Linked DNA regions of Mus musculus: regions 2, 3, 4, 5, 6 and 7 are each linked to region 1. Evidence: chromatin contacts called from public HiChIP or PLAC-seq and promoter capture Hi-C data. All regions are on one chromosome and are shown on one strand. The core of a region is the stretch at or near the end of the contact, and the rest is flanking DNA. Distances in the headings are between cores, read along the strand shown. Region 1 holds the start of Pkp2 (plakophilin 2). Region 2 holds the start of Rimbp3 (RIMS binding protein 3). Region 3 holds the start of Sdf2l1 (stromal cell-derived factor 2-like 1). Region 4 holds the start of Ppil2 (peptidylprolyl isomerase (cyclophilin)-like 2). Region 5 holds the start of Ypel1 (yippee like 1). Region 6 holds the start of Mapk1 (mitogen-activated protein kinase 1). Region 7 overlaps Ppm1f (protein phosphatase 1F (PP2C domain containing)).

What was found. Promoter capture Hi-C pulls out the DNA fragments that hold promoters and counts their contacts. HiChIP or PLAC-seq counts read pairs in DNA pulled down with a chosen protein or histone mark.
Region 2: a promoter capture Hi-C map of stem cell-derived epiblast-like cells shows a contact between it and region 1, with 5 times the contacts expected there. The contact joins the promoter of Rimbp3 here to the promoter of Pkp2 in region 1. A contact is called at or near these places in 2 of 39 promoter capture datasets (pre-B cells and stem cell-derived epiblast-like cells) and 1 of 115 datasets of contacts at active chromatin or transcription factors (extraembryonic endoderm stem cells).
Region 3: a FOXA1 HiChIP or PLAC-seq map of pancreatic cancer cells shows a contact between it and region 1. The contact joins the promoter of Sdf2l1 here to the promoter of Pkp2 in region 1. A contact is called at or near these places in 2 of 39 promoter capture datasets (the 3T3-L1 cell line and pre-B cells) and 3 of 115 datasets of contacts at active chromatin or transcription factors (cardiomyocytes, extraembryonic endoderm stem cells and pancreatic cancer cells).
Region 4: an H3K27ac HiChIP or PLAC-seq map of extraembryonic endoderm stem cells shows a contact between it and region 1, with 3 times the contacts expected there. The contact joins the promoter of Ppil2 here to the promoter of Pkp2 in region 1. A contact is called at or near these places in 2 of 39 promoter capture datasets (the 3T3-L1 cell line and pre-B cells) and 2 of 115 datasets of contacts at active chromatin or transcription factors (cardiomyocytes and extraembryonic endoderm stem cells).
Region 5: a promoter capture Hi-C map of embryonic stem cells shows a contact between it and region 1, with 3 times the contacts expected there. The contact joins the promoter of Ypel1 here to the promoter of Pkp2 in region 1. A contact is called at or near these places in 4 of 39 promoter capture datasets (the 3T3-L1 cell line, embryonic stem cells and pre-B cells), 1 of 484 Hi-C or Micro-C datasets (embryonic stem cells) and 1 of 115 datasets of contacts at active chromatin or transcription factors (pancreatic cancer cells).
Region 6: an H3K4me3 HiChIP or PLAC-seq map of pro-B cells shows a contact between it and region 1, with 4 times the contacts expected there. The contact joins the promoter of Mapk1 here to the promoter of Pkp2 in region 1. A contact is called at or near these places in 6 of 39 promoter capture datasets (the 3T3-L1 cell line, 3T3-L1-derived adipocytes, embryonic stem cells and 2 more), 1 of 484 Hi-C or Micro-C datasets (embryonic stem cells) and 3 of 115 datasets of contacts at active chromatin or transcription factors (extraembryonic endoderm stem cells, pancreatic cancer cells and pro-B cells).
Region 7: a contact with region 1 is called in a promoter capture Hi-C map of embryonic stem cells. The contact joins the enhancer-like site here to the promoter of Pkp2 in region 1. A contact is called at or near these places in 8 of 39 promoter capture datasets (the 3T3-L1 cell line, the C10 cell line, embryonic stem cells and 2 more), 2 of 15 datasets of contacts at CTCF or cohesin (embryonic stem cells and large pre-B cells), 6 of 484 Hi-C or Micro-C datasets (the C10 cell line, the HPC-7 cell line, embryonic stem cells and 2 more) and 3 of 115 datasets of contacts at active chromatin or transcription factors (embryonic stem cells and extraembryonic endoderm stem cells).

Annotation. Positions count from the first base shown.
Region 1 is chr16:16,211,812-16,214,944 of GRCm38.p6, reverse strand. Pkp2 (plakophilin 2) reads right to left here and starts at 1,600. Exons shown (of 13, transcript NM_026163.2): 1 at 1,350-1,600. The coding sequence starts at 1,572.
Region 2 is chr16:17,206,428-17,209,560 of GRCm38.p6, reverse strand. Rimbp3 (RIMS binding protein 3) reads right to left here and starts at 1,426. Exons shown (of 1, transcript NM_001033338.3): 1 at 1-1,426. The coding sequence starts at 847.
Region 3 is chr16:17,130,812-17,133,944 of GRCm38.p6, reverse strand. Sdf2l1 (stromal cell-derived factor 2-like 1) reads left to right here and starts at 1,562. Exons shown (of 3, transcript NM_022324.3): 1 at 1,562-1,821; 2 at 2,152-2,348. The coding sequence starts at 1,635.
Region 4 is chr16:17,109,646-17,112,778 of GRCm38.p6, reverse strand. Ppil2 (peptidylprolyl isomerase (cyclophilin)-like 2) reads left to right here and starts at 1,527. Exons shown (of 21, transcript NM_001252444.1): 1 at 1,527-1,636; 2 at 3,085-3,133. The coding sequence starts at 1,605.
Region 5 is chr16:17,068,486-17,071,618 of GRCm38.p6, reverse strand. Ypel1 (yippee like 1) reads right to left here and starts at 1,480. Exons shown (of 5, transcript NM_023249.6): 1 at 1,256-1,480.
Region 6 is chr16:16,981,676-16,984,808 of GRCm38.p6, reverse strand. It overlaps Mapk1 (mitogen-activated protein kinase 1), which reads right to left and starts at 1,427. Exons shown (of 9, transcript NM_011949.3): 1 at 1,070-1,427. The coding sequence starts at 1,182.
Region 7 is chr16:16,910,443-16,913,575 of GRCm38.p6, reverse strand. It overlaps Ppm1f (protein phosphatase 1F (PP2C domain containing)), which reads right to left. Exons shown (of 8, transcript NM_176833.4): 3 at 2,495-2,637. Among named protein-coding and RNA genes, the nearest start is that of Ppm1f, 16 kb to the right of the region's middle. Within about 2 kb of position 1,560, at least 162 of the 459 cell types and tissues checked have an H3K27ac peak or open chromatin away from gene starts, as enhancers often do. A contact at or near this core is called in the HPC-7 cell line, embryonic stem cells and stem cell-derived epiblast-like cells, where this site is marked.

The DNA.
Region 1 (3,133 bases), core at 351-2,850:
GCCACATTCCTAACCCTAAGGTTTGCTTTTTCTTCTCACCAGGAACTAAAGCAGTTCTTTCCTGTGTAAACCTTTCCATCCTCTTAGAACTTCCTTAGTTTTACTTAGAGGAAAAGGAGTCGTTACAGGGAAGTTTAGTTCCCAAGTAATTTCATTTTGTGTTAGTAATCAAACACTTAATATGTTAACTCATGATCGACTTAAAACTCCACATTTTGGCTTTTATATACCACCTATGCCACTTTCTGTCTGGAATCTTGACTGTTTTATTTGCTCAGTTTCCTTGTCTCTAAGCTTGGATCCACAGTAAACCCAGCCCATGTCTGTAATCTCAGCACATGGGAGACGGAGACGGGAAGTTTGAGGCTGCATCTTAAAAATCGTATCTATATCTACACATATGGAAAGAGAAAGGAAAAAAATACACAGTTCATTTTAAGAAGATAATATAAAGTGCGAACCACATAGCCTAATTAGGGACGTTACAGGCACTCACTTACATGAGCTTGCAATCATTAAACACCTCTTTACTTTTCAAGTATGCAAACATCAACTGCCCTAACCTTTAGACAAACTGAAAAGCGGACAGCCTCCCAGACTCTGCTATTTGAAATCCACATGCTGGCACGGAAGCATTATTATTCTTAATGGTAATCACATTTACCAGAGCTTCTGATCTTTCTGATCAACCACACTTCTGTCAACTAGTCTGTGTGGTGGGGGGTTGATTTTTTTTTTTTTAATGAGGGCGGTTCTGCACCCACGCATCTGTTGGTTCTGGTGTGTGGGTGTGAGGTGGGCAGGCGGGGCTACCTTCAGCCTGGCCAAAGTCTCCTTCCTCCTTATCCTCCGCAGGGTGTTCAGGTTGCTCCCAGACCCAAAGCCGACTTGCTCAATTTGTTTAGTCGCAGATACGGAGTGGAGCACTTGGACGAGGTAACCTCAATTTAGAGGATGGAGGAACCGCAGGGCTTTGAAGGTTTCTTTCTAAAAATATTTATAGAGAGTCGTAAACTCTAAAACATCTCAATAAAAGCCCAAAGCGCCTTATTCCAGAAGATCAATCTTGCATACCAAAGTCTGCATAAAATTTCAAAGTGTTTTTTAGAATCTCAGGGAGAGAACCCGGAGCGAGCGGCGAAGGGTGAAACCGATCGAATTCTTTAATACAGACAATTGTGTAATTAACAAACGAATAAGGTAGACCAGAACCAAAGGTTAGGGAGGAAGCGTGTCCAAAGCGACCAACCACGAGCCGGAAAAGGTAAGGTGAGCAACAGGTGGGCGGGCGGACACCGGTTCGCACCGGGGAGACCTACGACTAGCACGGCGGGTGGGGTTCGACTCACCGCTGACCGCAGAGCTCCGGCCCCGGCGGGCCAGGGTCTGCTGCACCTGCTCCTGGATCCGCTGGCTCCGGGCCGCCGGGTCGCCGCGGCCGCTGCTGCCGGCCAGCCTCAGTCTGGCCTCGGAGGGCAAGGCCAGGCTGGAGCTGTCCAGGTGACCCAGGATCTGCTGGCCCAGCACAGTCCGGATGTAGCCACACTCGGCCAGTGAGCCGGGGACGGCCATCGCGTCGGCGGAGTGACCAGGAGGGACTGCCAGGACCTGCCCGCAAAGCCGCAGAGGCGTGGGGACCGGCAGCAAACCCCGCCCCGCCCCGCCCCGCCCCGCCCCGCCCCGCCCCGTAGGACCCAGGCCCTTAGGGGACAGGGGCGTGGCTCCTGCAAAGCAGGCGCACTCCGCCCGGGGCGAGCACGTCCTCTGAGGCCCCCACGTATTCTCGGCTCGCGAAGGATTGTGGGAGGAGCTGCCCTTAGGACAGGTGCAGCTGGGAACTTCTGCTGTGAGTAGCACATCTAGTTAGTTAGGGTCAGTTACACTGTTCCAAACGTTCACAGATAATGAAACATGTATGAAATAGACGTATTTTAAAGGTTTTTTTTTTTATCCGTAGTACTTCAGGACGCCGAGCTTTTTGTACAGATGGAGCCCCAGAAACATATGTTCTCCCTCAGTGAAAGCCTCTGCTTGCTCTTGCAAATACACAAATTGTACCCAGTGCGCTCTTGTCCACCCACTTCCTTCTTAAGGAACATGCCCACACAGAGAAACTCCAATAAGAGGCCCAGAGAAAAGATGACTTTTAATACTCAGTTTTAATAGCTCTTCTAACGTTGACTAAGCCCTCTTTATGACAAGCTCTTTGCAGGGGAACTCATGAACGAGGTTTCTCACTTAAATCTCCCGAACTTGAGTTTATCATGCTATTAACTATGCTTCACATGCAATTGGGCTAAGAACAAGAGCTAAGCTCAACAGAAGGGTCCTTGAACTTAAAGTTGACAACCGATGCTACTCTCCACATACTGGTATTTAGACTTGGGAGAAGAAAAGAAAAACATCTATGTTTGTTATCAAGTGGGGTCTTTTCCTTTGGTTGCTAGGGTTTGTACCTTTGTTGGAACAGCTAGGGAACACAACTTCTCTTCTTCCCCGGTTCCTAACTAAACAGTTAATGTGGCTTCCTGTTTTGCCTTCGAGCATCGAGGAAATCAGGGACGAGTCACTCTTTCTCCACAGGCCACATAGTCAAAGGTCATAAGGAAAGCTCTGGAGGTGGGAGCTATGAGGTCAGCAAAAGCAACTGGGCCAGTCTTTAGGTAAATTGTGCCCAAAAGCTTGGCTTGCCAAGTCAGGTGTAAATAATGTACAGATGTGATGCTGAGAGCTTACCGAAAACAAGAATGTTATGACGGTTAAATTACAGCAACAAATCCTGTCACCAGCCCCTTGTAAGCAACCTGTTTCCCTTCATCTATCTCCTAGCTCCTTCTGAAAGTCCCAGGTCTGTTGCTTTAAAAGATAACTGCAGCGCCTGCTTCTGCAGGGCCAGGACTCACTCTGGCTTCTGTACCTGGAGAACTATGATTGGTAAGGTCCCATTCTGCTTTCTTCAGCAAGAGACAAACAGGAAATTTCTCTTATTTATCTTAGGAAGTGTAACTTCACTTTCCTGTTTCTTGTCAAATCACTTTTTAAAAGTTCTGTTGTAATTGATTATCTTATTATGCAGGCTCCAATAAATGAGGATATCTTGTAGTTGGTAGTTGGATGGTTTGATAAAAGAATG
Region 2 (3,133 bases), core at 177-2,676, 990 kb before region 1:
AATGTGCTGTTGCCAAAGATTCGAGGGAGCCGGCGCGCGTGGGCAGCAGGTCGTTTGGAGAATGAACCCGGACGCCAGTGTTCAGGCTTTCGAGGGATCCGAGTCGACGAGCAGGCTTTGGGGTGCCACCAGTGTTACTCTGGGCTTCTAGGGGCGGCTCTTCCAAGGAATGCGTGGCTTGGGGGTCCGCGGGTCCCGGTAAAGCCGGCTGCCAGCGGAAGTGCTCTAGGATGTATTTAAGGAATAGCTGGCGCTCCACGTCTAGCGCCGCCTGCAGGTGGCGGATGCGCGCGGCTTGTTCGCCGTCGGTCTCCCAGCGCAGCAGCGCCAGCACTTCCTGCAGGCGACAGCGGCATTGTGCCGCGGAGGCTTCGGATGCCCCTGAGCGGCTGCAGTAACCACGGTTCACTAGCTCCTGGGCCAGCTGACGCTGAAGCTCCCTTGCCTGGCGCAATACAACATCGCGCTCCTGGTGTAGCAACTGCTGCAGCTGCCGCATCTCTGCCTCCTTCCAGCGCAGCAGCTGCCGGATCTCGGCCTCACGCTCGCGCTGCACCTCCTCCTGCAGCTGCCGCAGCTCCCGGAGGCGTCGTGCCTCCCACTTGGAGCGCAGATGGTCAGCCAGCTGCTGCCGCTCCTGCTCAGCCGACTCCCGCAGCTGGCGCGTCTGGGTAGCGAAACGCCTCCGTTCCGACCGGCCGCGCGCGCGCTCGCCCTCCAGCTCTGCCCGTAGTTTTTCTAGCTCTCGTCTCTGCTCCTCCAGCACTGCGGCCGCTGGGCCGGGGCTGCTTGGCTTCTTGGGCGACGCGCGGCCACCACCCAAGGGGGTGGGTGAGTCCTTTGTCATTGTGGCCGCAGCCCGGCAAGAAGCCAGAGAGATAGTTTGGTATTGGTAGGCCAGTTAGCCAACGGCCTCCGCCCCCGGCCGCTGCCAACCGCCCCACGCGCCCCTTCCGGCGCCCCTAGGTGCCCTCCGCGCGCCTCTTCCGCCTTGGGGGCGATCTCCCTTATAACCTGTCGCCTCCCCACAGATTGAGTGCCTTTCGCTTCTTCCTAAACTCCTGAGACCCCTTTCAAACTAGCCTCTGAACTTCCCCGGATACCCCGGGCATATTTCGGAGCCCACACATATCTGCTTTAGGGCTTTTGTGACCTGTTCCACTTTCGCCCTGGCAGTGTGCAATCCTTTCCAGAATTAGATCCCCAGTAGGGTTCCTAGATGATCGCTGATCCTGGGCCTGAGTAAAAATGGATTCTGGTCAGATCTCACCTGGCTCTACTAGGGTTTCTGGTCGAGTTTTGAAATTAGGTAAACTTCTTACAAGATCTGCTTAAATTTGTGGTTGAGCTCTGAGCCCTAAGTGGCTATAACTCCTCTGTTCCTACGCAGGACCCAACATGCTAAGCCTTTTCTTTGTTCTTTTTCTTTTCTTTTTTCTTTTTGGTTTTGTTTTTTTGTTTTTTGTTTTTTTGTGTTTTTTTTTTGTTTTTGTTTTTGTTTTTGTTTTTTTTGAGACAGCGTTCCTCTGTGTAGCCCTAGCTGTCCTGGAACTCACTCTGTAGACCAGGCTGGCCTCAAACTCAGATATCCGCCTGACTCTGCCTCCCAAATGCTGGGATTAAAGGCCATCACTGCCCGGTGCCTTTTCTTATATCAACTGAAACTTTGTGTTGTTTGTTTGTTTGTTTGTTTGAGACGTGTGTGTGTGTGTGTGTGTGTGTGTGTGTGTGTGTGTGTGTAGAGCTGGCTGTTCTGGAATTCACTCTATAGAGCAGGCTGTCTCTGCTTCCCCAGTGCTTGGATTGCAGGAGTTGACCAACATGTCTTGCATCTGAGCCTTTTTGAATCAGCAGGTGGCAGTGACTGAGGATTGATTGCACCCACCTCAAACATGCTGGGCAAATTTTATACCACTGAGATTCATATCCTGTCTCTGTTTCTGTCTGTCTCTGTCTCTCTCTCTGTGAAGTAGTAGTAGTACTAGTAGTAGTAGAGACTGAGCCCAAGGTCTCATTTAGTAAGTAATAGGCAAGCACTTTACTATTCATTATATCTTCAGTCTTCAGCCCCTTTAAAAATGTAAGATGTTGGGGCTGGAGAGATGGCTCAGTGGTTAAGAGTACCAAATGCTCTTCCGAAGGTCCTGAGTTCAAATCCCAGCAACCATATGGTGGCTTACAACCATCTGTAACAAGATCTGATGCCCTCTTCTGGAGTGTCTGAAGACAGCTACAGTGTACTTACATGTAATAAATAAATAAATCTTTAAAAAAAAAAGTAAGATGTTAAGATGAGCAGTGGTGGTATATCCTTTTAATCCCACCATTCAGGAGGAGGAACCAAAGCCATGTTTTCTGCAAGATCAGCAAGCACCCATAACCCTTGAGCCATCTTTCCAGCTCCCCAAAACATTAAAAAAAAAATATATATATATATATAGTCTCACTCTGTAGCTCTGGATGGCTTAGAACTGATGTCTACTGGGCTATCCTAGAAGTCACAGAGACCTTGCCTGGAATAAAGGTATGCAGCACCATGCATGAATGTCTGTTTGAAGTTTCTGGTGGTGGTGGTAGTAGTGGCGATGGTGGAATTTTTTGTTTTGTGTTTGTCTTTGTTTTGGAGACAGGGTCTGGTCTTTCTATGTCCTGGCTGACTTGGAAGTTGCTATGTAGACCAGGCTGGGCTCAAACTCACAAAGATCAACTTGCCTCTGCCTCCCAAGTGGGATTAGAGGTATGTGCATGGCACTATACCCATCTCCTTTTTAAATTCATATTTGAGTTAGGATGTTGCTAATTTGTCCAGGCTGACCTTGCACTAGTGGTCTTCCTGCATCAGGCTACCAGACAGCTGGGATCACAGGTGTGCACCCTACACCTGACTCAAACCTACTCTTGTCCTCTTACCTACTGCTCACTTTTTCCTGTCTTTTGGTATTGATTTGGTAGTTTTCTACTCCAAGGAGCCTTTCTGGACTCTCCAGGCTGGGCTTAGAGTTCCCAAGATGCTCTAGCCCACAGGGTTGCCTTGATGACTCTACATACAGCTGCTTTACCTTTGAGGAATGGGTATGACTAGTAAACCTTTGTGTCTCTGCCCAGAGCAAACTCAAAGCAGGTAAAAATGGAA
Region 3 (3,133 bases), core at 313-2,812, 920 kb before region 1:
AATGTTCCTTCATGAGTCTGTCTTAGCTTTTCATCTATGTCCACTTCAGCAAAACGTTCCTTCACATGTTTGCTCCAACAAAACATCAACCCAATGCAACTGACACATAGAGTCCTTAAGTCTCCACTTCAAGGGCTGGAGAGATGGCTCACTGGTTAAGAGCACTGTCTTCCAGAGTTCCTGAGTTCAGTTCCCAGCAACTACATGGTGGCTCACAACCATCTGTAATGGGATCCAATGCCCTCTTCTAGTGTGTCTGAAGACAGCTACAACTCATATACATAAAAAAAAAAAAACTGTTTTAAAAAGTTTCTGTGAGAGAGAGAGAGAGAGAGAGAGAGAGAGACGGAAACAAATATAAAATGTCATGAGGTGAGGCCCCATAAAAGTTAAAAGAATTTTTGGTTCCCCCATTTTGGCTCTGGAGTGTAAGCAGAGATATTTTGTGTGAGGCTGTGGTCCTTTGTGAAAGGCAGTTCTGGCTGAGCCTTTTGTAAATTATTCTTGTTAGACATTCATGCACGAGATCCCCTCCTTCTCAGCCTCATATTCATGTGTGTGTTAGGGTTAAAGGCCTGACAAATGACTCTATTTTGATTCTAACTATTCTGACACAGCTTACTTAGAAACATGTTGTCTGCCTGTCATCCTCTCTAGGCGGATGACCTCAGACTTATTCTTGAACTTCCTGCCTCCACTACTTGAGGGTTGATTTGCTAAGGATCAAATCCAGGGTTTTGCGCTTGCTGGACTCACTCAACTGAGCTACATCTGCAGACGGAAACATAAACTTTAATGCAAACATAAACTTTACTGCGTATCTAGCTAGTGCCCTAAGTACATGCTTCATCAGCTTCTTAGTAATGTAGCCTGGAGGGGCAGTTCCTTTGTGAATACTCAACAGATGGATGGATGGATAGAGTGAATGTGTGTACGTGAGCGCGCGCGCCAGCACTGTGTGAGTGTGTGTGTGTGTGTGTGTGTGAGAGAGAGAGAGAGAGAGGGCTCACAGCTTTGTCATCCAGCAACCTTAGGATTCTGCCACCAAATGACTCAAGTAGCTGCATGACTAAGAGAATTAAAAAACCATGGGGTCCAGAAACTGATGTGATTCAGTTTGATTAACTCCTGGGGCCAGGAGATTTCAATAACTTTGTTATCTGCCCACTTTGAGACCACAAAATCTCGTAATTAACATAAGAACCTGTAGCTTTATCCCGGGGTCTGAGTGGAGGGACACGAGACTAAAGTTTAGGGGGTCCAGGGTCAAAGGGGTTCCTATACCTACTACACCCGAGGATCTCTAACCGGGAGCCAAGTGACTAGAAGCAACCAACCCGGGTGTGCGGCTTTCCGTGGCCTCTCCGGGGACGCTCGCCGCAGCCACTGCTTTATTGGCGGGTCCTCGGAAGCGTGGACCAGTTAAAATCCTCCTGGTGTCTCCAACCCCTTTCCAGCTACCTCCTTGGAAGCTGGGGGTGGGGCCGCTGCACACGGTCCAATAGCAGTGCAGGAGGAACGCGCGCGCGCAGACGATTGGCTGCCGTGGGAGGGCGCTGTCAGAGCTGGATTGGCCGCTGTTGAGGACGGAAGCGCAGAGGTCTAGAGCAGCTGGAACCTGGCCGGCTGGCGGGATGTGGGGCGCGAGCCGGGGCAGGGTAGCGGGGCCAACGCTGCTGGGGCTGCTGCTGGCGCTCTCAGTGCGGAGTGGGGGCGCGTCCAAGGCCAGCGCCGGGCTAGTGACCTGCGGGTCAGTGCTGAAGCTGCTCAACACCCACCACAAAGTGCGGCTGCACTCACACGACATCAAATACGGATCTGGTGCGCAGGGGTGGTGACTGGGACCGCCAGGGGGCGGAGGGCTTAGAGACTAGGTGGTCCTAGCGGGGTCTGTGGGTTGTCAGGGAGCTGGGTGGTTGCGAGTCTAGACTCGCTTGTGGGTCGTGACTGACAAGCCTGAGGGATCGAGGATGCGCGGGAAGGGGGAGGGCGATGTCCACCGGTACTTAGGGTCTGGCCTGGGCTGGGGTGAGCTCTTTGGATCCTAGAGTGGTAGGGGCTGTGAGGGAAACTTTTTAGTGTTCAAGACGAGGGTCCGGAGGTCTGTGATTAACAAGAATCCACGGGGTGGGGTGGGCTGTTACTCTTCAGGCAGCGGCCAACAGTCGGTAACCGGCGTGGAGGAGTCCGACGATGCCAATAGTTACTGGCGGATTCGCGGCGGCTCCGAGGGTGGGTGCCCGCGCGGACTCCCAGTGCGCTGTGGGCAAGCAGTGCGGCTCACGCACGTGCTCACCGGCAAGAACCTGCACACGCACCACTTCCCGTCGCCGCTATCCAACAACCAGGCAAGCCCCGTTCCGAAACCCACAGAGGCTGCGTGGGGCAGGGACCCAAAGACAGAGGGAGGGATGTAGGGGAGGGGCCCAAGAGGGGACTCAGTGTCAGCTACTGTGAATTGGGAGTTTCTATTCAGAAGTTTATGGAGCTCCTGCTCTGGGTCCTGTCCCCAGTAACTTTCTCCACCGAGTTAGAAGTGAGAGATTAGTTCGTATTTGGACACAGAGGTGGACCCACAGCGCAGATAATAGGAAACTGCAGGAAGGAGAAACTCAGGGCTGGGTCTTAAAGAGAAGTGGGAGCTTCTTCCTACTCCTTCCCCTCTGCGAAAGAGTTCCTACTAAAGTACAGTGTTCATTGCAGCTGGTCTGGGAGGGACGCAGGGAGAATCTGACAGTGCTTTGGAGAGTTTCAGGGGGAAAATGTTGGAGGGGAATTTGGGGGTAAGGCCAGTTGGCACTACACAGTCTGATACAAGAGGCTCTATGCACCTGAAGAATGGGGTGAGAGTCTATTTTGAGACCAGATTTCTCTATGTAGCCCTGGCTGTCCTAGAACACACTATGTAGACCAGGCTGGCCTTAAACCCCCCAGAGATCTGCCTGCCTATACCTTCTGAGTGCTACGCTTAAAGGCGTGTGCCGCTGAGCCTAGCTAGGGCAGGACTCTTGGCTTCCATTTTCATAGCTGTGAATGCTGAAGGTCAGGAAAAGGAGCAGAGGCCCCAGGATACTAGGTGCAAATATGACGGCCAGACATGCAGCTCAGGGGAGCTTGTGCCCTCTGTGTGACT
Region 4 (3,133 bases), core at 278-2,777, 900 kb before region 1:
GTCTCACTGTATATTCTTGGTTGACCTGTAACTCAATATGTAGACTAGGAGGACTTGAACTTACAGAACTTACCAGCCTCTGCCTCCCAAGTACTGGTAGTTTTGTTTAGTTTTGATTTGCTTTTGAGACATGGTTTCTCTACTCACTGTAGACCAGGCTGGCCTCAGACTCATAGAGATCTGCTTGCTTCTGCCTCCCAAGTGTACACCACCATACTGGGCTAAAAGATCTTTTGAGGTAAGATTTATTTGGAAGGCAGAAGTTATGAAGTAAGAAGCTGACAGGATGACTGCCTTTGGCTAACTGGGTGGATGGTGGTCCTTGTTAATCCTGCCAAATGAGAATCAGACCAGTGACCCAGATTTTTTGGTTGCATTTTCAGTTAGACAGGGTTATCTCCCTAAAGTAGGATTTGAGAGCATAGTCTCAAAGGAGAATTTTTTTTTTTAATATCCCCCAAACTGCAAGGCTAGGGGGTTTCTAATGTTTTATGTTTATGTAGGAATTTGACAAGACATCTTAAAATTATTTGGTTGAAGATCTTATCAGGAGGTTAGGGTTAGGGTATGGAACATACCATTTAGCATCAAAGTGGAGATTTGGAACAAGGAAATTAAGAATTCTTTGATCAGCCAGGCGGTGGTGGCACACACCTTTAATCCCAGCACTTGGGAGGCAGAGGCAGTGGATTTCTGAGTTCCAGGCCAGCCTGATCTATAGAGTGAGCACCAGGACAGCCAGGGCTACACAGAGAAACCCTGTCTCAAAAAACAAAAACAAACAAAAACCCAGCTTAGGGTGGAGAGATGCCTTAACAAATAAGAGCTGTGCAAGTCTGGCAAAGAGAACCAACTCCTCACTTGTCCTCTGAGCTCTACACTTGTGGCATGGCCACTATTTAACCACACACACAATTTTAAAAAGGAAACTTGGGGCCGGGCATGGTGGCACACTCCTCTAGTCCCAGCACTCGGGAGGCAGAGGCAGGCGGATTTCTGAGTTCGAGGCCAGCCTGGTCTACAGAGTGAGTTCCAGGACAGCCAGGGCTACACAGAGAAACCCTGTTTCGAAATACCAAAAAAAAAAAAAAAAAAGGAGACTTGGGACCCATTCTCCCGGCACATGAGACCCAGACCAAAGATCTGGCCACAGAAGGAGCAGAGAGGGCTTGGTCATCTGCCAGCTGATGGGCCTGAAGGGCGTGGGGACCGAACGAGAGAAGAGTTGAGTATACACATGGACATGGCTTTAGAGAAGGTGAAAAAGGTTGAAGATCTTTAGATACAAAGGAGGTGAGTCTGAGTGAGTCTGCCTAGCATAGCATGGACTGAACAAGTAGCCAGACAGTGCATAGAAAAGTTTTTGAGGGCTTGGGGGAGGCAACGCAGTATGGTGGGAGACAGGAAAAGTGGATTCTACTCAAAGTTAGCAAGCTTCAGCCTAGCACGGTGCCTGCACCCAGCACCTGGACACCTGGAAACCACAATTCCCAGAATGCTTTCTTCCAACTTCCGGGATCCAGTGCGTCGATCTCCGGAAGTAGTTGAGAAAGCGGAGGCGCCATAGTCAGTGTCTGCTGTGGTCTCTTCGGTTTGTTGCCACCATGGGGAAGCGACAGCACCAGAAGGACAAGATGTAAGTTGGGTCGCGTCTCTCGTCTCAGCTCGTCGCCGTGCTGAAGGCTATCATCTGAAAGCCTCAGCTCTCACAGGCGCGGTCTCGTCCCTCAGTGCAGCCTACGCGGGCCAGGGCGTTCTACCGCCGGACTAACTAACTTCCGGGATTTCCCTACCCCTAGCCTTTCTGCGAACGAGTTTTGCCCCTGAGTTGGTTGTCCGCTTCGTCCTGGCTCTAGTCTGAGAGCCTACACACAGGCGACAGCCTTCAAGTTGAAGATAGGCGGGTCGTGCTCCATGTTCCCCTCCCATTTGCTGCTGCTGTACTTTCTGTTTTCTGTTGTCTCTTCAGATGCTCCCCGCCCCTAGCTGCTTGCAAGGATATCTTTGACTTCTGTATTGCCAGATCTAGTATCCAGCTTTTCAGTCCTTGGGCTTCTTCCCTTTCCAAAAGTAGCCTTTAGTGAGATCTTACATGCGCTTAGTAGTTTTTTTTGTTTGTTTTTGTTTTTGTTTTTGTTTTTCAAGATAGGGTTTCTCTGTGTAGCCCTGGCTGTCCTGGAACTCACTTTGTAGATCAGGCTGGCCTCGAACTCAGAAATCCCCTTGCCTCTGCCTCCCGAGTGCTAGGATTAAAGGCTTGGCGCTTAGTAATTTAATCTGCGAATGATCTCTATTTCATTCCTCTTTGCTGGGCTTCCCCTCCCCTTGTCCCAGACCTCGGGGGTGTTTCCTTCATCCCTGTGGTGGATCTGTTCAAAGAGTCTCTTGCACTAAGTCAGCAGCTTTCACTCAGTTCTCCACTTGGAAAACTTACAGCTTTTTCAAAACTAGTATGCTAAAAGGGAACTTGATAATTTTCACACCTAAGCCTGCCGTTTCTTATCCTAGCTCAGTGGTTACATAGTGGGTCCCTGATTTACTATATATAGACTGAAGACAATTCTCATCCTAACAGAAGAACAACCGCACAGAGCAACTGGAGCTATGTTAGATCATGTCTGGGTCCTGCTCAAAATCACCCACCAGCTTCCCATCACACTTAGGCAAATAGAGAGTACTCTCCTTGATCTTTGACTCATTTTTGACTCGGCCGCTGTCCTTGCTTCTGTGTCTTTTTCTGCTGCTACGTACCTCATCACACTCTTCCTCTGCTGTCTCCTTTCTGGAACAGATTCAGCTTGTCCTGTTCCAGCCTCAGTAAGTGTTATTCCTGTAAAGGGCTTCCCCAGAGCTTTGTGTGCCTAGCTCTTCCTGTCAGATAGTCTATAAGTCCAGTTCATTTCCTTCTGGACAAGGTGCTGTTGATGTTTCTTTATCTCTCCATCTTTTGTCCTTCTTATGTGCCACACAATGCAGATGTTTAATGTGATTTGACAAGTGAGTGGGCGTTCTGTCATAAGTTACTTTTACAGCTTCTGTCCTGTCCGTGGCAGGACCCAGTAACACATGCTCTGTCTTCCTCAGGTATATCACTTGTGCTGAGTACACTCATTTCTATGGTGGCAGGAAGCCA
Region 5 (3,133 bases), core at 231-2,730, 860 kb before region 1:
AAAGAAAAGACTTCTATTCAGATTGATTACTGGCATTGATTCAACTGTCTGTCTGTCTGTCTGTATGTATGTATGTATTTTTAGTGTTTCATATGGGCCAGCCCCTGGGCTGCTATATATCTGTGGTAAGTCAAGATTTTGGTCTAATCCCTAAGAAGACATGCTAACCACATAGTCCCTTGGCTAGGAACACATAGACCTAGGGATCCTGGTAGCAAAACTCTTCAAATACAGCACCCCTGACTTTTTTAAGAGCCCACAGTATGGCTGGAGAGATGGGCTGACATCCTTTAGCACCTGCTGCTCTTGTGGAGGATCCATAACTTCGGCTCTAGGGGATCCGATGCCCTCTTCTGGCTTCTCTAGATACCAGGCACACACACGGTGAATATACATGTGTGTGTGTGTTTATTTATTTGTACCCCACCATACACATGCACACAGACACCCACTGGACCAGCCCCTAGGGGAGAGGGAGACGGGTACTCAGCAAACATTTGTTAACACATCTACCAGAACACAGCAGAGGTAAAGGGCCCTGGGTGATGGGTGAGGGTGGCTTACTCAGAGGGGCCTGGAGAAGTTCCCCAGAGGAGGTGAGCCTGGTCTTGGAACTTCAGCGGAGCGAGGAGGAGTATGGTCAATTCTTTGACAAGATACATTAGTTAAGGTGAATACATTGTGGATACTTATAAGGCAACTGAATTAGAAAGACCTTGGGCTGAAAAATGATGTTTTCAACGTCTATTATCTATCCAAAACAGAATTCTGCCGGCTTTCTATCCTGGAGCTCAGTACACGATCGAAGATGACCATTTGTGCAGTTATTGAGTAGAGAATATCTTATTTAGTTGCTACTGTTAGCAATTTACATTGATAAAGCCTAGAGCCACAAGTGGTAAACAATGAGGACAATTCCCTTTAGTTATTATTGTACAGGCAACTTGAAAATGCCACCCCATAATATTCTTTTATTGGAGGTATCTTCTGTATTTATTTCTTTCCCCATTTTTTAAGGTAGGGGAAAAAACAATGGGGGGGGGGGGGCGAAGAAAAAAGAAAGAAAGAAAGACCGGGATTTTGCGTTGTCTTCTAATGACCCAAATACCAACAGTTCGGAACATCAGAACAAAAAGTCAACGCATCCTCCGCACTCCCGCCCGGCCCGCCCGCGCCCAACAGGTGCTTCCCCGCCTCCCGGAGCCGGAGATCCTCAGGTCTCCGCAGAGAACCCCTGAGGCCCGCCCGTACTCACGGCCGCTCCGCGGTCCGCTGCGCCCATCCGGCCCAGGCTCGGTCGGCGCGAGCTCGGTTTTCAGGCGGTCCCGGTGTGACCCGGGACGCGCTCCGGCCGTTGGCGCCCACTCCGGGCGCGAGGCATCCTCCTGCCGCCGCCTCGCGGGCCGCCTGCCCTTTGTTTTGGACCCGTAGCCCAGCCCAGCCGCCATAAACGGCCTCGGAACGTGGCGATGCCCAATCAGTGTCCGAGCCCCGCCCTCGCGTTCCCGCCGCTCCGCCCCTCCACGCTCCCCGCCCCTCGCCCTGCCCCACGCGTCCACCCGCGCCCCGCTGCGCTCGGGGGACTGGGCTGGAACGTGTCCGGGTGGAGCTCGCCAGGAGTCCGGTGGGCTGGCCTGACGAGGAACCCAGGCGAACCGGCAGGTCGCGGGGCCGGTGGGGAGGTAGGGTCCTGGAAGGCCAAAGGACCGAGATTTTCCACAGGTTTGCGCCTCAGGCTGCAGGCAGGAGGACCTCTGCAGCTGGGTCCCTAGAGCGCAAGCTTCTTCCCTCTCTCCATACTGACCACCCTTTCTCCACTCTCCAAGTCGCCATCCAAGAGCCTCCAGGTCTGCGTGGACTTGAATTATGGAACCCCAGATTAGATTTCCTACCCACAAAACACAGGCAGTATCACCCAGTCTCCATGCCCACATCTGCGCTTCTTCTGTTATTTTTTTCTTAGTCTCTTTAGATCGATTTTTCAAAGCACACTGCTGAGGGTGAATGTACACATTGCAGGACGTATTTGCGCCCTCTAGAGTGTGCTTGTTAGGATTTATTGTATTGAGGATACCCCTAATTGATTAGATTGTGGGCCCTTTGAGTTGCCATTTACTTAGTGAGTCTCCCAAGTGACTGATTACTCTATTTTTGTATTCGTCCTAGCTAGGGAGTCTCATGTTTTTTTGGCTTTTAGAATATGATCTCTGTAATTCTGTAATTCAAGCTGGCCTCAACTATGTAGCTCAAACATGATCTTGAACTTTATATTTTAAGCTTATTGTGTGAATAAGCACATGCCTGTGCACCAGAGGTTAGCTCTGCTTCTCACCTACCATATTGATCCTGGATTTGAACTCAGGTCAGCAGGCTTGATAGCGGCACCCTCACTCACTGAACCATCTGGCTGACTCTTCTATTTTTAAAGAATTTAAGCGGGAGAGATGGCTCAGCAGTTAATAGCACTGACTGCTCTTCCAGAGGTCCTGATTTCAACTCCCAGCAACCACATGGATTGCTCACAACCATCTGTAACGGGATCTGATGCCCTCTTCTGGTGTGTCTGAAGACAGCGACAGTGTATTCACATACATGAAATAAATAAATCTTTTAAAAAATGTGTTTTTTTTAATAGCTTAGAAAATAGTAGGTTTATATACGGCATTTTCCTATTTCCTTAGCATTGGTTAGGCCTCCTCCAGCCTTCCTTTCCTACCCATCCCACTTCTAACACCTACCTGTTCATATCATGGATACTCCAGTGCCCTTTTCCAGCGTCCTGACTTCTGGAAGCACTCCAGGAAAAACACACAAATCCAAACATTTCAAGCAGCTAGAATCTGCTTTGAGAGAGAACATGTATCATTTGATCTTCAACATTTTTTCTGTCTGCTGGGAGCAGTGGTGCATGCTTTTAATTGTAGTGCTTGGGGGTGGGAGACAGAGACAGGTGGGTCTCTGTGAGTTCAAAGCCAGCCTGGTCTACATACCAAGTTTCAGGTCATCAAGAGCTATGTAGGAGAGAGACCCTGCTTTAGGAAAAAGAGCTGCCATCCTTTTAAAGCTCATGGAAACCTCTGTACCCCTTCAGTTTCAGTCTGTATGTGGCTGGAGGTGACATATTTAACCTTGA
Region 6 (3,133 bases), core at 178-2,677, 770 kb before region 1:
TAGCTCAAGAGCTGAAGCATTTAAAACAGGATCTTTCTACAGCAAAGCTTGATTCTAGTTCTTCGCCCTGTAAAAGGACTTCCTTTCAATACCTTATCTGAAAAAGGCTGTCTTCTCTTTCCTCAAGATAGCTAAGTTAAATTAAACTATCTCAGAGACCTTCGATAAATGAACTTGTTTTAGTTAAAACAATACACTTCAACATTCCACATGCAGGAAATCCTGCAAGTGATCGTGCAAAAACTATTCTTGAACACTGAAACGTTATGGGGAAACGATCACAGTAATCGGGCTAAAACATATGGATACATTCACACTGTTAAGAGAGTACTCTTGAGGGTAACGACGGGATAATTTAAAGTCAAATTAGGACTAACTCCAAATACTTCTTAATAATTCTAGAGTGATGCTGGCTTATCCTTTCTGAAACACAATCGGTATATTTAAATCCATTTTGAAACTTCAAGATTTCAATATGTCCACAACCAACGCTGTGTCATTAACGGTTAAGCCCGAGGCAGAAAGCATCATTAGCGCTACTTAAGATATTTTGTGAATGCTGTTCACGTACACAGAAGAGAAGAAAAATATTTTGGTGCTCAGCACACAAGCCTATTATTCCGTCTTGCAAAACCATGGCCGCCGCCACCACGGACAAGCATCTAATACAATTCCTGGCTTTAATCTAATGTCAAGAGGCGGTGGCTATAATGCTATAAATTAGGAGACACAGTGTACTTCCGTTCCCGTCCCGAGGGAGAAGCCTCGAAAGTACGCGCTTTAAGACCAAGCCCCGGAGTCTTCGAGTCCTGGCCTCAATCGGGGTTGCCCCTCCAACCGCAAACGAGAAGCAGCAGAGGAAGACGAGGAGCAACACCTAAGCCTCGACCGGCTCCAGGACCCCGCCCCAGGGCTCCAGGAGTGAAGGCCAAGAAGCCAGGGGTCCGGGGCGCCGCAGAACGCGAGGCCAAGGCGCGGGAAGGGCCGTGGGTGCGTCCAGATCAGCCACAGGCAGGGGGCACAGGGTGACCGCGTGAGGCCGGGCCTGAAATCCAGCGCGGATACTCACCAAACCATGCCGTAGGCGCCTTCTCCGATGTACGAGAGGTTGGTGTAGCGCGGCCCTACGTCGAACACCTGCCCGCGGACCATCTCCGGGCCCGCCGCCGCCGCCGCCGCCATGTTGGCTGCACAGCCGCCGCCGCCGCCGCCGCCGCCGCGTTCGGTTCGACGCTTCGCGGCTGCCGCTCGACTTATGCTGCGCTTCCCGCAGGAACCGCGCTGCCGCCCGTGTAGCCGCCCCCGCCGGCGATCGGGAACGAGGAAGGAGGACAACACAGAGGAGAGAATTAACCGCCGGTAGAACCACTGCCAGCCTTCCTGCCTGACGGGCGGGCTACGAGTGGGAGGAGGGAAGGGTTCGCGTCGAAGGGCGCTAGGGCGGAGTCAAGGGCGTGCGTGTTGATTGGCTTCTCTTGGTAGAGAGGGCGGAGTCTCGCGGGTCGGCGGAAGCAGCGAGGTGAGGCAGGAGCACTGCGGCTGCGGGGGAGGGACGTCATGTGCGCTCGGAGACCCAAGCGCTGGGTAGCTCTAGAGAGCTAGGTTGGAATTTAGGCATAAGGACCCCACAGAGTCCCACCCACTGTCCTGGTGCTGTGCCTGGTCCAGAACGAACTCACACGGGACCAGGGACTTGGCTTGAGACCAGAGGACTCACTGCACACCAACCACGGGACCCCTGAGACAGACCTCTAAGAATACGTGGCCCACATTGTGCACTCTGATGAACTTAGACCATCAGAGTGGGACAGAAACCAAAAAGCATAACCCAGACCCAGAAAAAAACTTTCACCCTGTAATGAGCATAATTTTAAAAAATGCCTTTTAGACATATAAAACTAGATTAAGCAGGAATCCCACAGCATCCAAGGCTGCTCCTGATCCAGAGCTCAGTGACATCACTCACGCAAGATAACCAGATACAGTCCTAGAACCCCATGATGCCCACTGGACAGAATATAAGCAGAGACCAAAAGCAGTGATTTGCTCTACACATCTGGAGAGATACACCTTGATCTGCTCTGTGGCTAGAGAATCCACTCCCCCCCCCCCCCCCCCCCCCCCGCCAGGGTCCTGATCCTCAAATCAGAAACCTGATCTGAAGCTAAGATAGGTGACACAGGTGACCTTGGGGAGACAGGCTTAGGACTGTAAGAAATTTAGACTGTAAACCTTGCATGATGACCTTCAGCATAATAAAATATAACTTTTGTTATACTAACTACATATATCTACCTTCTTGCCCGTGACACACACCTAACAGTGTGAGACATAAGTAAGCAGAAACCAAAACACAAGACATTGAATCCCCTAATTAGAGGTTTGTTCAAGAAGATTTGCTGAATATCTACGGCACTGGAGCCAGCCATGCTTCCAGAGTGAAAAGACAGACAAAATACAATATTTGCACTTAAGTGTTGTGAAGAAATAAAAAGCCAAGGGAAAGTATAGAGAGCTGTGGGTAGGGACACTGGAAAAAGACATAGAAATTTGGGGACTCGGGTCCAGGTGTTGTGCAACAGTTTCCTGAAGGACTGAAACATTCTATGAACTTGAAACATTCTAACTTGAGGGGAAGCTTCTGAAATAGTAAACTAAAAACTAAAAGCAGCAAGGCGGCATGGTGCCTCACACCTTGATTCCCACCACTTGTGAGGCAGTGGCAGGCAGATCGCTTATGAATTGGAAGCCAGCCTGGTCTACAGAGTGAGTTCCAGGATAGCCAAGAATATGCAGAGAAACCCTGTCTCAAAAAAACAAAACCAATCAAAAAACTCAAAGGAGTTTCAGGAAGTCCTTAAAACTGACCAGATTCACTAGGCCCCTCCCACCAGAGTAAGCAATAAAAGCTGAGAGTCCCTCTGAGATGGAGCTCAGGTGAGCTGCAAAGACTCTTGAGACCAGCTACCTGGAAGAGGCAAAACCCTGCCTGCTGCCTGGTAATGGTTTAGACAAACTTATGCACTCGGAAGGACACTCTTCAACTTCAGCAGCATCCACACTTTGGTCTGTTGTGAGCTCCTGTTTGTAGTGAGGAAACCTGTGTTGTGTCTCCCCAGGAAAAGTTTTGTCA
Region 7 (3,133 bases), core at 311-2,810, 700 kb before region 1:
TGATCTGTCCAGCTTCCAATCTATAAATGGCTCAGCAGCTAGCTGAGCCTTGGGTAAGGGTCCAGGAGAACTGAGTGAAGTGGCCAGGTCCATCTTCAGAGAATCACACCAAGTGGAAGACACTAACCCCAACTGTCGGCCGTGCGATTCCAGTGATAGGCCTTTTTGAAATGATGAAAACTAGTCACCGTTGGGAGTTAAGGACTGGCTACAGCAGGGAAGGAGAGTTAGTGGCCTGTGGAAGGTTACATGTAGAATCCTTGCAATAAGGAAGCTGGCTTGTGTCTGACCATATTCAGATCTTGTGTGTGACATACTGTTATAGTTTTCTATGATGTTCCTAGGAGGAAAACGGGGTCGTGTATATATAGTCGGGATATCTCTGTTATTTCTCATAATTCACTGCATGCATACTTATTATTTCAAAATAATGTACATGTACATGTAAAAGGTAGAAAAAACTAGAACATCAATAACAAAAGTCCCACCCCAATTTCCCAACCCCCAACCAGAGGGTTCAAGTATCAAAGGCCACAGCAGAGGAACAAGGAGAACTGGGAGAAGTGTGCTTAGTCAGAAGTATGGCCATGGAAGAAACGGGAGGAGTGGAAGAGGCTGGAGGGAGGCATGGGAGGAAAGCAATGAGCAGGGAGAAGGGTAAGTCTAACAAGCCTGCTTGGGGGCAGGCCATCTAGTCTGCTGCAGCCATCATGCTGGGGACTATTAGCAGCAGCTGTGGGAGTGGAGGCTGAGGAGCTGGAGAACTGACTTTGTTAGGCCCAGCCTAGGGACCACAGCTCTAAATGGGACCCTGAAGAACTCAAGTTTCCTGTGTCTAAGCCCATCCCTAACCACATTACTTCTCATGTCTTTCATTTCCTCCTCTGTACACAGGTAGACTCCATGACTACCTGGAGAGCTGTTGTGGTCTCCTTGCTCCTGGAGACTGCTGGTATGGAGGGAACGTTGAGCAAGGCTGGGCCTCTAGGCCTGGGCTGTCTCTTTTTAGCCTTTGGTTACACTGCTATTTCCAGCAATAGGTTTAGACTTGAATTTTGCTCAAGAGGAAGAATGGGCAATTAAAAATGAAGATGGCAAGCCCTACGGTAATGCTCAGCCTCAGGCTCTTGGAGTCCTACCCTGATTTTCTGGCCAAGGGCTATAGTCTTGAGCCTTAGGAACTGCCCGGGAGGTCTATCTTCACAACAATCACAGGGAAGTGCTGGTAGGTGGGCATGGAGGTGCCTTAGTCACATTTCTGCCTGGGGCAATAAGCCTCAAAGAATGTGCTGAGACAGCTGGCAAGAACAGCGTGCCAACAACAGACTTGCAACAGTGCGCAAGGCTACAAGCCTAGGCTTGCATGGCAGCTCTGGGACAGGCAGGGAAGGCGGGGAAGGCACATCCCTTCTCCAGACGCCTGGGTTTAAGGCCTGGTTTGCCGGCTGCAATTCTCCTTCCCACCAGCAGGTGATACTGTCTCCTAGCTGGAGGGGTAAGGATGGGCCTTGGCGGCAGCTGCTGCCAGACTGGATTGTCTGCTGGCTTTATAGAGAACAATGGCCGCCTGTCTTTATGGATAGTTGTCTCCTAGGCAGGGGGCAAGGCCATGCTGGCTTGAAGGCTGGCAGGGAGCTGCGGAAGGGGCCAGAAATGGGGGGTGAGGAGAGTGGCTGGTAGGCGCAAGTGCTAAGGCTGAAGTAGGTTTCTTTTTTCTCCTACAGTGTTCTTTGTCCTTCTACACATGGCCTAAAGCTGGGCAAAGAGAGGCTCCCTCTACTGCCTGGAAACTCGGCCCACATCCTGTGTGCATACCTGCAGCCACCACTTCCCTCCTAATACTTCTGGTACTGCAGCAAAATAGGAGGAAAGAGAGTCATGCAGAAAAAGAGCCTGGATTTTATAAACAAACGCTCTGTCAAGTGGTCTTGGGGCCTCTTGGCGTTTGCTCCCCGTTCTGTTCCTGGGTTCCTTTGGTTTGGTGTACCACTGTAGGGCTCAACTCACTGATGGCTGTAGCCAGTGGACACGAAATGTCCATCTTCGTCACCTCATGATTGGGATCACTGACATCTAATGATCCCAACTAAGGTAAGTCAAGGCAGGGGACCTAGACAACAGTTGCCCCCTCCCCGAGGTGGATGTGCCACTCTGCTAAGGGCCTCGTGTTAGCCAAGGGGGACAGTGAGTACAGGTGAGGTTGGCTGTGTGGCTGTGAACCAACACCTTGCACTTCTCGTGTGTAAGGCAGGACAGGCACCACTCATTTCTATGTGCTCTGAAGCACCATCAAGACAGCACAAAGGTGGGCCACCGTCTCACTGGCCGCCTTTGACCCACGTGCTGCTCAGTCCATTGCAGGTTTTCTATGCCACATCGTGCTCTTGCTGAACTCCAACACTGCTGTCCTGATGGCACGCTGGCACTGACCTTTAGTGTCAATCTGAGTTTGTCACTTGTTAAACAATCCCAGAGCCATATGAGTGGAACTTACAGGTCACGAGGGCTTTCTCTTCTTCCTCCTCTTCCTCCTCCTCCTCTTGTTCAGGCAACCTCTTAAATTCAGAAAGGTCTGTCTGCAGCAGCTGGGAAATTGCCTCGTGGGTCACAGCCACAGCAAACGATGGGGGAGCGTTCCTAGGAAGAAGATGTGAGAGGCGGGGCTGGAGCAGCTCCTGGCATCCTCCACCTTGAAGATGGAGATGATGGCTCATACCTTCCTCTTGGTGTCATCACAAGCAGGTGATCTCTGTCTTCAGGGACCCGGAATGGATATTTACACAACACCAGGGGCACGGCATTTGCTGGGATGTGTTGGAAAGGTATCCTTGAAGCTTGGATCCCTGATGCTCAAGCTGGTAACCCCTGGGAGCAGGGCATGTTAAGTGCTGAACTGTATCCCCCATTTTATATGCTGAGGTTACTGTCTCAGATGGGAGCTCTTGTAAGTTGGTTTACTGTGGATAGCACTAAGAAAGATGAGATTATGGCTGGAGTAGGATGGATGCCTGCTTCAGTACGACTGGCTTGTGAAAGGTGTAAACACAGACATAGATACATGAGGGCAGCCATGTAGGTGCAGGACAGGGACGGAGGGGTGAACCTACAAGCTGAGGAATGCACATGCTTATCT